Linked DNA regions of Rattus norvegicus: region 1 is linked to region 2. The links are chromatin contacts, called in public Hi-C maps. All regions are on one chromosome and are shown on one strand. Each heading gives the region's core, a stretch centred on a gene start, on an enhancer-like site or on the middle of the called end of the contact. The rest is flanking DNA. Distances are from core to core; before and after follow the strand shown.

Evidence for each region. Hi-C and Micro-C count contacts between places; a contact is called where the count stands out from the background.
Region 1: a contact with region 2 is called in a Hi-C map of liver, with 7 times the contacts expected there. The contact joins the enhancer-like site here to the promoter of Trmt6 in region 2. A contact is called at or near these places in 2 of 12 Hi-C or Micro-C datasets (Schwann cells and liver).

The regions. Positions count from the first base shown.
Region 1 is chr3:140,618,016-140,624,564 of GRCr8, reverse strand. Fermt1 (FERM domain containing kindlin 1) reads left to right here. Exons shown (of 15, transcript NM_001106515.1): 15 at 1-131. Among named protein-coding and RNA genes, the nearest start is that of Lrrn4, 17 kb to the right of the region's middle. Within about 2 kb of position 2,669, at least 3 of the 93 cell types and tissues checked have an H3K27ac peak or open chromatin away from gene starts, as enhancers often do. A contact at or near this core is called in liver, where this site is marked.
Region 2 is chr3:140,535,101-140,541,541 of GRCr8, reverse strand. Trmt6 (tRNA methyltransferase 6 non-catalytic subunit) reads left to right here and starts at 2,033. Exons shown (of 11, transcript NM_001107779.1): 1 at 2,033-2,284; 2 at 5,728-5,855. The coding sequence starts at 2,154. Mcm8 (minichromosome maintenance 8 homologous recombination repair factor) reads right to left here and starts at 1,895. Exons shown (of 19, transcript NM_001106514.1): 1 at 1,630-1,895; 2 at 905-1,067; 3 at 342-425. The coding sequence starts at 1,043.

The DNA of each region.
Region 1 (6,549 bases), core at 1,420-3,919, 82 kb before region 2:
TTCCATGAAATGCTTGGAGGAGTTGGCTGCAGACATTATGCAGTTTTGGGTAGCATTTCTCCCGTGATGACACAGCTACATCTCAAAGGAATAAATTGGTATAAGAAGAAAATGTTAAATGCCACAATTCTAAAGAGAAATTTGGTCCTTTTTTTAGGGGGAGGGGATTAACATTTGGATACAAATGGCCAGGTGACTTGTCCTTGGTGAAATTTTAATTTGTTTGCCCCCCAACACACACACACACACACACACACACACACACACACACACATACACACACACCATTTGCTGTATTATTTGCCGTAGATGCTGAAAACTGCATTGTGTTATTTATATGACTTTAAATTTGATTTTTATATGTGTTTTAATACAGTCCAGTTGTGTCCTATCCTGCCTGCTGTCTGTTTAAAGGTAACCGTTCTCTCTGCTATGAAGGAAGAGCCACTCCAGCCTGTCATGTGCCTCTGCACACCAAGATTCCAGATCCTTCTCCAGGCGATGAGAGTGTTTGACCTTGAGTTCTGAATGTCAGCTAAGACCCTTTCTTAATCTTCGCTTTCAGTTCTTCTCTCATTGATAGGACATGCCCTGTCCTAACCCTTTCTAGATCTTGAGAAACTACCAGAAAGCAAATAACTCTATGTCCGGAGAAAAAGGAAGAGCCAAGGCCCCAGCATTTGATAGCTGGGTGCTGAGGGCACCTCTTTATTGAATGGTTAATGATCCCTAATAGATAAAAACCTGCAGTGTGTAGGAATCTCTCCATGCAATTCTCACATCAGCCCATAGGGGGCAAGAAGAGCTCATCTACTCATTCTACTGAGGAGTCAAACTCCCTGAGGTTGTATGGATGAAAGCCGGTTGGGGAAAAGGATCCAAAGCTGAGTTTGTCGACCTTCTCCAGCCCTGCACAGTCTTGAGGCACTAGCCACCTCCCACTAAACGAGACTCAGCGTCCCCCACTCCCAGGTACAGTTTGACCCAGTGGCTACCATTTCCAGCCACCAAGTCAACATCCCCACGTCAGGATCGATCATACTGGTAGGGAAGAATCACCAGCCTGGGAAACGGGCTGCACTGGAGTTAGATGGGTAAGATAGAGGTGGACCAAAGAAGTCTCAGTAGAAATACCTCTTCTGAGAAATACCTCACTAAAAGGTTTCTGTTATTGTTTTTAATTTGGGTTTTGAATCCTAAACAGTAAGGAAATAAGGAGTCTTTTTGAAAGCTAGTCCTTTAGTCAATGAATGGACTAAGAAGACAAAGTACTACACAGTAATTATTCCCTGAAGTAATTTAAAAATCGTTTTAATTGGTCTGAGGACGTATCTCAGTTGGTAGAGTGTGTACCTAGGCATATAAAAGCATAAGGTCAAAGCACATCCACATAATTGTAACCCTCAGTGTATATGGTCACTTCTCAGACTTCTTTGCATAGGAAACCCTCTTGCTAAGAATAGGAACCTGATTGTTAAACTAGACCTGAGTCCAGAGTCACATGGAACCCAATCTTTAATGCCACCAGATTAAGTGCCCCAAACATTTGTAATCACATGACATGAGAAAACAGGCCCTGAGGAGGATGCAGCACCCTTTGTGAGGGAGCAGAAGACTTATGGGAAGGGAGGCACCAAAGCCTGCGTGGTCTGACCCAAACAATATATCATCCTGAAAGGCCTTGGGGCCCTCCACAGGGCCTGTATCAGGGAAGGCAATATGCTGACAGCCAGGCAGCTAGTTTGAATACAGTTCCTAGCTGGATCCCAAGTGGGCCATACATCTGTTAGGAGAGAGCAAGGACACTGTCCCTGGCAGCCTGGCATTATAACGGTGGGGTATTCTGGAGATGGCTGGGCTACTTACAGAAGGGACCAGGTCTCTATGCTGTCATTCAAGCTTCTGCCTGTCCTCAAAGAACCAGGACTGGAAAACAAGCCAACCTGTAAGAACCACTGCTACTTTTTAAAAAAAAGTAAAATCAGTGTTTCTTTCTCCAAAGATACACACATCAAATGTGAATTTCCTCATTGCTGTTGAGGGCCAGACACAAAATATTAGACCCACATTGGTTTCAAGTTGAGGCCTTGCTACTCAAAGTGTAGACCTCAGCCAGCACTTGTGTCAGGAACACAAGGCCTGAAGCAACATGGGGTCAGCCAGGCTCTGTGAGGTACATGGAAGGAGACCTGTGCAAATGCCACTCCAACCTTGTCACCTCCAGCTCTTCTGGCTATGTCATTTACATTTCATGCTAAGAAGACAGGCTGGATCATGGTCAGACATGCCCCAAGGCGAGAGAGATCCCAGGAGGTGAAACAGCTGTGCGAAGTTAGGAGTCAGTGAGTGAAACCAGCGGCTACCTCCCCAAAGGGCAGTTTCAACAATATAGCTCATAGGTCTCGGCAGAGAGATTGATTTTGAGAGAGGTGTGGAGTGATGCTGATGGTCTCCTGTGCTCCATGCCTCCCACGACCCCTCTCCTCGTTCAGGCATGGGCTACAGGCCTCACTGCACACATTTAGGAACGGAGTGCTGGTAAATGTTTAGAAACTCTGTGCCCGTGGGGAATGCTGATTCGCCAGTTCCTGTGAGTGTGACAGGAGTGTACACAGGCTTGGAAAGAGATGTGGACATCAGGTGACCCAGCCGAGAGAGTCTAGCTCCAGCACACAGTGTAATCGTACACAGAAGTCATGAAGCGTGTCAAGGTCACAAGCCAGTGCGCAGGAAGCAGGGCTTTGAGTCCAGTTCCTCTGAACTCCGGTACACTCTCAGCACAGCGCTGGATGTTTCAGTGTGAATTCAAAGCTTCTGTGCCAGGAATCCCAGGTTGTTCGTGATAGCATCTTTGTGGAGATGTAGAGGACAGTTTGGTTGTCCAAATCTCCCCTTCCCTCTCACTCCCTCTCCCTATCTCTGTCTCTGTCTCTCTGTGTCTCTGTCTCTGTGTCTGTCTCTCACACACCCACAGATACATACACAAACACAGAGAGAGAGACAGAGACAGAGACAGAGGCACACACACAGAGGGGGAAGAGGGAGGAGAAAGCCTGTTCGAAACCTACAGATCCAAACCTGTGTTGAGCTGCATGCACAGCTTTCTCCAAATAAGTTTCTCCTCTCCATGGACCATCACATTTGAACAGGTTCTAGCCAAACATATTGCCAGTCATGGCTGGGTACAGGCAGCAGAGTTCAGTCCAGATTGAACTATTTGGGGGCACATGAACAATAATCAAAACGATGTCCCCAAGTGAACTTTTAGAGAGAATCCCCTTTTTACCATCACATGCCTAAGTACAGCTGGAGACGTGGTGTACAGCAGATACGTTAAGTAAAGGGGCACATGCAACACGCAAAGGCTCACGTAATCCAAATCTACTAATTCAAGCAGAGAACTGCTCATGCTATGTCCCTTAGTAACCAGCACGTCTGTGTCTTAAACTCCACAGAAGGAAATGCCAAACAATAGTCAGGCCCTTTGAGTATCTTCCCTCTCTGAGGCTGCCAACCTTGACAGTGGATTCATTTCTGCCCTGCCTTCCCTTCATGAAGAGCTGCATCTGTAAGGTGAAATTCCTCCCAAGTCACTTTAGGTCGTTGTGCATTTTATGTCCACAAGCTAGAATCATCTAAGAGGGAACCTCGACTGAGAAAAACACTGCCATCAGGTTTACTGGTGTAGGTGGTGCCATCACTGGAATGGTGGTCCTGGGTTCTATAAGAAAGCAGGCTGGGCAAGTCATGGGGAGCAAGCCAGTAAGCAGCACGTTTCCATGGCCTCTGCATCAGTTCCTGCCTCCAGGTTCCTGCCCTGTCTGAGTTCCTGTCCTAACTTCCTTCAGTGATGAACAGTGATGTGGAAGCTTAGGTCAAATAGCCCCTTGCCTCCTCAAATTGCTTTCGGTCACAGTGTTTCATCACAGCAATCATAACCCTAACTAGGCCAGTCATGTTCCTTAACACAGCAATAGTCACCTGAAAACACCTAGCTCAGACCCCAACCACCAGCAGGTAATACCTGAGTTGATTTTCACAGAAGATATTTAGATGAAATTCATAAAATCGTGGAAATTTTTTACCTCCAATTACTTTATATTAGATTCCAAATGTCACATTTTCTTCCTCAGATGCCAAGGATCAGTGTACTTTTCCAATGGGTCACTCATTTGCAAGTCTGGGTCAGCAGTGGGCTTAAGAGGAAAGAAAAGAATATCAAACCCCAGAGATCTGTGACAAACACTTGGCCCAAACCTCCCTGTTGCTCATAAGCGGTTGATGCCAAGTCGCAGCAGAGAGCAGTGACTCTCTCATGGGGACCAAGCCCCATTTGGGGAAGTCGAGTGAGATGTTGTCCTGACCTTTTCCTCCCTTTGTGGACTCTGGAAGCCATGTGCTCATGAGGAAAACAAATGACCAGCAAAGGTTTGGAAAACAGTTGCTAAACAGCTCCCTCCATGAGACCTGTAAAACAGGGTGTCACAGACACAAAATCACCAAGGCAGGAAATAAGAGGCATGTGGTATAATGTCATTTGCAAGCCATACATACCCTGCCTCCTATTTGTGGCAGAGAAGAGAGACTAAAGTTGACACATTTGTATTCTGTGTGTGTTAAAGTTGCTCTCCTAACTGCACATCATAGAGAAGAATCGGGGGTTGGGGATTTAGCTCAGTGGTAGAGCGCTTGCCTAGCAAGCTCAAGGTCCTGGGTTCCGTCCTCAGCTCCAAAGGGAAAAGAAAAAGAAAAAGAAAAAGAAAAAAAAGATCCTAAGAAAAGAATCAGCAGGTCCATGTTACTAGCAGCTTAGCATATGCCCACTGTTAATGGCACGTGTCTTTTGAATTAGCAGCCAGCCCTAGTCCAGATGACCCTGGAAGGGTACAAAGTGGATACCAGCAGACATTAAATGAACTGGACTCATCATTTTGAGAAGCGCCTGAAACAAAATGTCCATAGGAGGAGGGAAGAGGGCAGGGGATGATAATGAGAGCTAGACATCAAAACTCTCAAAACCCGGGCTGACCACCTGACCAGAGGGGCCAGCCTGAGCTCCAGGATGATTGGATACCTTTGTCCTCTTCCCGATCCCTCTGTACAATCTGCCTTCTGGTGATGAGACTCAAGACAGATCTCTAGATGTTAATCCGCCATCTTCTCAGATTGCCAGCTCTCTGAGTAAATGCAGCTTTGAAGACTCGATTCCCGTCTCTGCTCTTTGGCATCTGCAGGTGACAGGCAGCAGCGAGGGCAGGTGTTCTGGTTTCAGTGTTCCCACATGACACAGCCGGTCACCTGACTCAGTGGCAAAGAGTGCATATTGCTCTTGCAGAGGATCCAAGTTCTGTCCCCAGCACCTACATCGGATAACTCACCGCTGCTTGGGACTCCAGCCCCAGGGTAACCCAAAGCCTCGCATCTGAGCTCACATGTGCACACCCACATATAGACACCCACAAATACATAATTAAAAAATTAAAAGTAAATAAATATATTTTTAAAATACCACATGGCATAATATGTGTCAGAACCTACTAGACCTAACCACCAATCATTTTCAACCTGTAGTAAGGCTACTGTAATTCAACCAAATCCATTTTTGCCCCTTGCAGTGCTAGAGATAGAATTCTGGGCTTTGCGTGTGGAGGCAAACTCTCATCGCTGAGCTATATCCCCATCCTCAGCCTCCCTGACTGTTTTTCCAGACTCCTGCTCTCTAACCCAAGCTGGCCTTAAACTCAAGATTTTTCTGCCTTAGCCTCCTGAATATCTGAGTAACTAACATGGGAACTGTGTCTGGTCTAAATCAATTTCTTTTAAAGCACACCACACACACACACACACACACACACACACACACACACACACACATTGCTACCAGAAATTTTCCCTGTTGAGTTGCTACTTGGGGAAATTTTCTCTTCTTCCACCTAATCCTCCCCCGGTAGGCAATGCTAGACTACAGCACAGTACACAAGCCAACAAGCCACACACTTTCATCAGCTCGCTCCACCACGTACAGCTTGTACTCCCAAAGCCATCCCTTGGTCCCACAAGGCAGCTATGGTTCCAGACGTGTCATATGGCATTAACTTTCCTCAAGGGCATTAAAGTATTTGCTCTTTAGTCAAAGGAGTCACAGACTCAGCTAGAAGTCAGGGTTATTTTACTGATGAAAAGGAGGAGAATGGATATCGGGAGACAAATGACCGCCTCTTCCACAGGATGTGCGATGTGCCAGGAACAACGTGCATGAACAAGTGGAAGGCAGGGTTGGGGTTAGGATCAGGGTCAGGGTTAGAGGATTAAAAAAGGTTAGAGTTAGGGCTGGGGATTTAGCTCAGTGGTAGAGCGCTTACCTAGGAAGCGCAAGGCCCTGGGTTCGGTCCCCAGCTCTGAAAAAAAGAACCAAAAAAAAAAAAAAAAGGTTAGAGTTGTGGTTAGGGCTAGGGGTTAGGGTTTGTGTGAGACGGTTAGGGGGTTAGGCTTAGGGTTAAGGTTAGAGGGTTAGTGTTAGAAGGTTAGGATTAGGGTTAAGGTTAGGGT
Region 2 (6,441 bases), core at 784-3,283:
ACAGCTTTGGAAGGCACCCAGCAATGAAATGACACTGTTGCTGGACCTCCGCTTTTGAGGTCCCAACTTCTGATAACTTTGGCATTTATGATTTGTTCTCCCTCAGTCACAGGAATCAGATTGCTCTTCCACATATATATGTTGAGTCTTCCACATATATATGTCTAATTCCTTGTATAACATTCATCAGTTCCTGTTTTCCTGATACATTATATAGTACCAACATCCAAACAAATGTTTGGAAGTGCGAAAGGCATGTAGCAGAAAGTCAAGTGAACCAAGGGAACATGAATTGTAGTATCCAAAGAGGAACAGACAACTCGTGGTTCTTTAACTCTTACCTTCAGAGAAGTAAAGCTTCCAGCCCTTATACGGTATAAACTGATCCAATGTTGACTGTTGAAGTAAAGGTTGTGAGGCTTGTTCTGAGGAAGTAAACTACGATGTTAGTAAAAGACAAAGCATCATTCTGTCTTCCCGACAACTAGTTTCTCCTTTTACAAGAGTCTATTAATAGACTCTAAGTTAGATGTTTCAACAAGAATTATAAATGTTAACTTTCAAACTTTAAGTTTGAGTTAAACTGTCCTGCTGTCTACTAGGCATGATTAGTAGTAGGGATATGTGTGTGTGTGTGTGTGTGTGTGTGTGTGTGTGTGTGTGTTTTATTTTTATTTATTTATTTATTTTTTTACATTGTGTTGCCTGTGCCCACTTGTGGGACCAAACATGCCATAGTGCCTATGTGGAAGACAGAGGGCAGCTTGTGGATTCAGTTCTCCCCTTCCATCATATGGGTTCTAGGGACCTAACAGAGGGTCCTCCCCTTACCTACTCAGCCATCTACGGCCCTTGAGTAGTTTCTTTCCTGAGAGAAAACAAATTGATCCCTGACTGCATTTACCAGAAGCATGATTTCCTGCAGCTTTACTCAGGTCAGTTCTGTCTCTCCACCTTCCTGAGAAGTTCCCACCACCTCTTCCTCTTTTCCAGTTTTGGAATCGTCCTCGTCCAAAACCTCTGCCTCTGTATGCACCACTCATGTCTTCTGAGAGTCAACAGCACTTCTAAGAAATGTATTAACAACAAAAAAAAATGTATTAACAGTGTAAAGAGGGGGAAATTACTGTACTGTGCTTAAGACTAGCACATAAGTCTGCAAAGTTCCATACTACAGTATAAACCTTATGTGTTGTGCTCTTAATTCTTTTAAATGCCATCGCAATTAAGGTACACCACAGACGTTTATTCAGCACCAGTTTTCAATGAACCACCAAGAAAGTAATCAAGGTAACTTGAACCTGTTTGCAGTACGAGTTACTAGGGAAACATCATAGCTCAATCTTCGTTGTATTACTTTCTGTGGCAAGCTGTCCTAAAACTGTTCTAAAGAAAATAATTCCACTTAGAAATTCCTATCCCATAGTTACAAACTACTGATATTCATACACTGGTGCAATTCGTTAGGAGAGCCTGTTCTAACCTTCCGATGATTCAATTAATAAAAGGTCCGCAAGTATGCAAGCTAATAAAAATTAAGGTTGCTTGCAATAGCACTGAGATACGTCTTCAGGATGAGACATTCCATCGCAACACTACGTTCCACATCGATCCAATAGGATAACATACTGAGAACGGAGGCACTTCCAACAACTACATAGGGAAGCAGCCTGAGAAAAGCCCCCCGCAATCCCTGACTTCATTCTCGCCGCGTTTTTCTCGCGTCCTACTTTCAGGAGTCCCCCGAGTCTCCCAGCCAGCCACAGAGCCATAGGCGGTACGCAGTCCCACGCAGGGTTACGCAGACATTCCGTCTTCGGAGTCGCCCGAGGCGAGACGCAGGGCGGCGAAGGCCCGGCACAACACCACAGGGTAAACTCCGACCTCGCTCGAAGTTCTTTTTTGGCGCGCCTATGACGCGCTTCTGTTTAAGGAAGCCACGCGCCTGGGAGGCGGGACAAAGTGTAGCCAATCAAAGAGTCAGATAAACGGAAGTCGCCAGGCTCCCGGAAACCGTCCCGAGGTCGGAACCGGAAAGCGGAAGCGGCGTGCAGCACGTGGAGGCGGTTCCCGAGGAGACGCAGGTCCCTCCTGGTTGTGCTGGGCTCCTAGCGGCTGTAGCAAGAACGGAGGTTGAAGACTGCCTGGCGTCCATGGAGTTGTCAGCAGCGGAGCAGCCGAGCCCACAGCCCCCGCATCTCGGGGACCACTGCATCCATGACGGCGACTTCGTGGTACTGAAACGAGAAGATGTGTTCAAAGCAGTGCAAGTCCAGCGGAGAAAGTGAGTCTGGTTGCTGGCCTTGGGCAGCGCGCACCACCACCCAGCTAATCACTCCCTCCGGTGTCCCATTCTTGACTCTTTGAATCCCGCTCCCCAGCCTTTATTGCTACCACTCAGGTCTCCCTATCACAGAGGCCTTCCCACTGGGATCCTTTCGCATCCTTGACTATGGGATCTCCTTTGCACCGTTCTCATCCTACGGCACTCACTTCTACTTTTCATTCCCCAACTTTCTACCCTCTGCACCAGATTCTCTTCCCAAGAATTCCATTCTTGATACTCCCACCTTGGAGGGTGCTTTCCCGAAGGTTTTTGGGAGTCCTCACTATTCTTTCGGAACTTATCCAACCTTTCACATTCAGATCTCTTCATTATGTCTGACTCCTCCCAGCTCCCCATTTTCCCCATAAATTCAACTTCCTCCGTAAGAGAGAAAGGAGATGAGAGAGAAAGATTTCTTACACCTAGTCTGGCTTGCAGGTAGGCAATCTTCTGTCTACTGTAAGGAAAGAGAACTTTCTACAGTGTGCACGGCCAGCGGGAGCCCAGAGTACATATCCGTGCTTGCTAATGGTCAGCTAAGGCAAACACTCTGCCTCCCAAGTGGTGAGATTACGGGTCTACGACACCACCCCCAGCTTGCTTCATGTCCTGATACAGCTATTTGAATGTCCTTATAACGTGCTTTATTAGATGATCCTTTTTATTACCAATGAGACATATTTTATTTGGTTTGTTTGACTGCACAGAGAAATCCTGATTCACAAAAAACAAAAAAACTAGTATTGTTTTAAATTGTGTGCATGCATGCATAAGTACATGAATTCCGGTGCCCTCAGAGGCCAAATGTTTTGTATTTCCTGGAATTAGAGTTAAAACCAATTGGGGAACATACGGCGTGCTGGGAACCAAAGTCAGATCCTCTGGAAGAGCAGTAAGTGCTCTCAAGTGCTGAATCATTTCTCCAGCTCCCTAAAAAGTACTCTTTAGAAGTTATTTGGAAACTCTTTTTACTACCCCTGTTCTTAGGAAAGCCATGATAGTCATTTTTGTTTTATTTCGAAATGATCTGCTGAACCCAGCTGCATCCCGAGCCAGACTCCCTATCACCAAAGCAATCGTGGCTCTCTACAACTCTTACTCCCTCCCAGGAAACATGCAGCCCATTATTTAACAGATTGCCTCCCACAGTTTCCTGCCTGAGCTTCTGGGCAGTCAGCTTAAGTGCATCCCCCCTGCACACACACACACACACACACACACACACACACCTCTGCACATAAGAGAGGCTGGCAGAGGCATAGGTCAACCCAGCTTCAGTGTCTCATTAGCACCAGCACACTTAAGGGAAGAGGATAAGGGGTACAAATAGTTGTTAGTTACTGGGAAATCCAGCAAAGAGTAAGAATTGGGAGGCAGGAGCATCTCCGGAGGACGTGAAACTTCATTCCTGTGGTTCAAGTGACATTTGACGAATGAGGGGAGGTGCTTCAGAGGGTAAAGCTCTTACCCACGTAAGCATGGGGTGTGGTAGTATATATCTGTAATCCCAGCATTTCTACAGCAAGATGGAGGTAGACACGGGAAGCTCTGGAAGTTAGAGGCCACTAGCCTGACATGCAGCAGCGAACAACCGAGACCTCGTCTCAAAGAAAGATGGAGGTCAAGAGCCAGTACCTGACTTCATCCTACTTCCATATGCACACTGAGGAACCCAAATACACGTACACGTCCATCACACACACACAGGGTAAAAGTAGTTATGATTTTTTTAAGGGATATGATATACAAAGATATGGTGGGATATAGAACTAAAAGGGAAAGATGAGAAGAAGAGAAGAGTGAGGCGGGGCACAGAGAACTCACCAGGACAGGACAGGACAGGACAGGACAGGACAGGACAGGACAGGACAGGACAGGTCCTAGAATTCTGTACATGTAGGCTGGGTTCTGAAACTTCCCTAGGTACAAAGCTTTGTGTCACTGTGCTGTGTGGTATAGAAAATACCTGCAGACCTGTATGAATCCTGTAGCTTAGCTCCTCACAGAAACATGTATACAGCTGTCATTGTGTGTTACGTGACATACTTTTTCTCCAGAGTCGCTACACACACACATACGTTCACCTCAAAAATGGAACCTACAGCAGACCAAAGTAATGACTGCAGCACTGTGCAGTTTGGTGAACCAATGAGGTTTTCGTTGGAGTTACTAACAGAAGTATGGGCACGGGGCTATTTATAGGTAGCTGCATCACTAGAAAGCCCATTCAACATGGGTAACTCCTCCCAGAAATCTACAACCCCAAAACTGTCTAGTAGCTCCTGAGCTGAACTTCTCTCAGCAGCCTGACTGATCACTGTCATTTCTACACACACACACACACACACACACACACACACACACACACACACACAGCACCCAGCAACTGTTTATACATTTTTATTTTCGTTAAATAGGGGACCCTCAAGAATCTTCTAGGTTTTTGTTCTCTATGACCCTTTGCTTGTCCCCTGAGGCTGGTGAGTGACTTCTTCCTTGCTAGAGGAAATATTTCAATTTGAAGGGAATGTTGTAATTCAGAGTAGCATCCTACAAACCTGTACCTAAGGCCAATCTGGCCTGCAGTTTGGCATCTTTCCACCTCTGCCTCCTGCATGTTGGGAGTAGTGTGAACCCCGCACCAGGTAACTGACTCTTGACCAGTATGTTTCCCTGGGCCTCAGAGCTCTGTCCTGGGCGCCTGAGGTTTGCTGTGAGAATGAAAGGGTGCACATTGCTGACATCCGTTGTTAGACTGCCGGTGCTAGCTTGCTTTCTGTGAAAGGAAAGGGTTTCTTTCCTGTGCTTCTTCGAATGGCTATAAGGGACAGATCTCAGATAGGAAGCCTAATGCCCAGCCCTTGCCAGCACTTCCTTAGTGCTATGTCTGTTTCCAATGTGTAGATTGCCAGTAATGTTTACTCTAACACAGGCTGTTTGGATTTGTTCTTTCCTGATAAAATAGCCAATTAGACAGAGACCAGGGAGTTTTAAAAATTGTTGTCATCTCAGTGATTATTTTGTTCGGGATTTTGTAGTGGGAGTTGCATGGGCATCATGATACATACTTATGGCCTGAGCATCTTGTCAATCATACCTGTGTTGGGATCTGAGAATCTGTGAATTTAAGCATCCTGAGTAACAATGTAAAATGCAGTCAGACCTGTGTCCCACAAAAGGCATGCCTTTTTTCTTCTAAAAGTCAGTGCTTTCCTAGCTTCTTTATTGGAATTTATATCTGTCCCCAACCTGCTTCTCTGGTTCATTTGTCAGTTTGTACTTACAGAAGTAATGCTGTTAACTGTTTATCATGAGAGCTTTTGAAATAAACTAAAATTAGAACACTTTTTATAGCAGGAATACAAAAGAAATCAATTGATTGGTTGCCTTTTCTTCCTCAGAAAAGTAACTTTTGAAAAACAGTGGTTCTACCTGGATAACGCCATTGGCCATAGTTACGGGTCAACGTTTGAAGTGAGCAGTGGAGGAAGCCTTCAGCTCAGGAAGAAGCTGGAAGAGCCCACATCAGGTATACCACTGGAATGGATGTCATGCTCTCTAGTTAGCTTGGCAGACTTCCGTTTAATTTGGATACTCTCCAGGAAACTTAGCTAAAATAAGGGGTGGTCCTAAGAAGCTAAGGCCTAACCTGAGGGGCTGATGGGCTGGGTAGGAACCCAGGGAAAGAAGATTACAGTGCAGGCATGTAAGTAGAAGCGTGTAAGTACATGAGGCGCCAGTTCATCTGCAGCACTCCAAAAACTGGACAAGTCCCTGAAGTACTCGAGAGACAATGCAGGGGACTCAGAATTCAGGTTAATTATGTATCGACTTTGAGACCAGCCTGTACTATGTGAGACCTTATTTCAAAAAGAATCTTTCATGATGCTAGAGAGGTAGCCCAACAGCCATAAGTACTGTTGTTCTTTTAGAAGATCCAGGTTCAGTTCTGAACACCCACATGGTGGCTCACAACCATCTATAACTTTGGTTCCAGGGATCTGATGCCTTTTCTGAGGTCAGGCACCAGGCATGCATCTGGTACACATACATGCATACAGGCAAAACACTCAAACAAATGAAAGTAAATATTCCACTTTTTTTCTTTTCAAGAA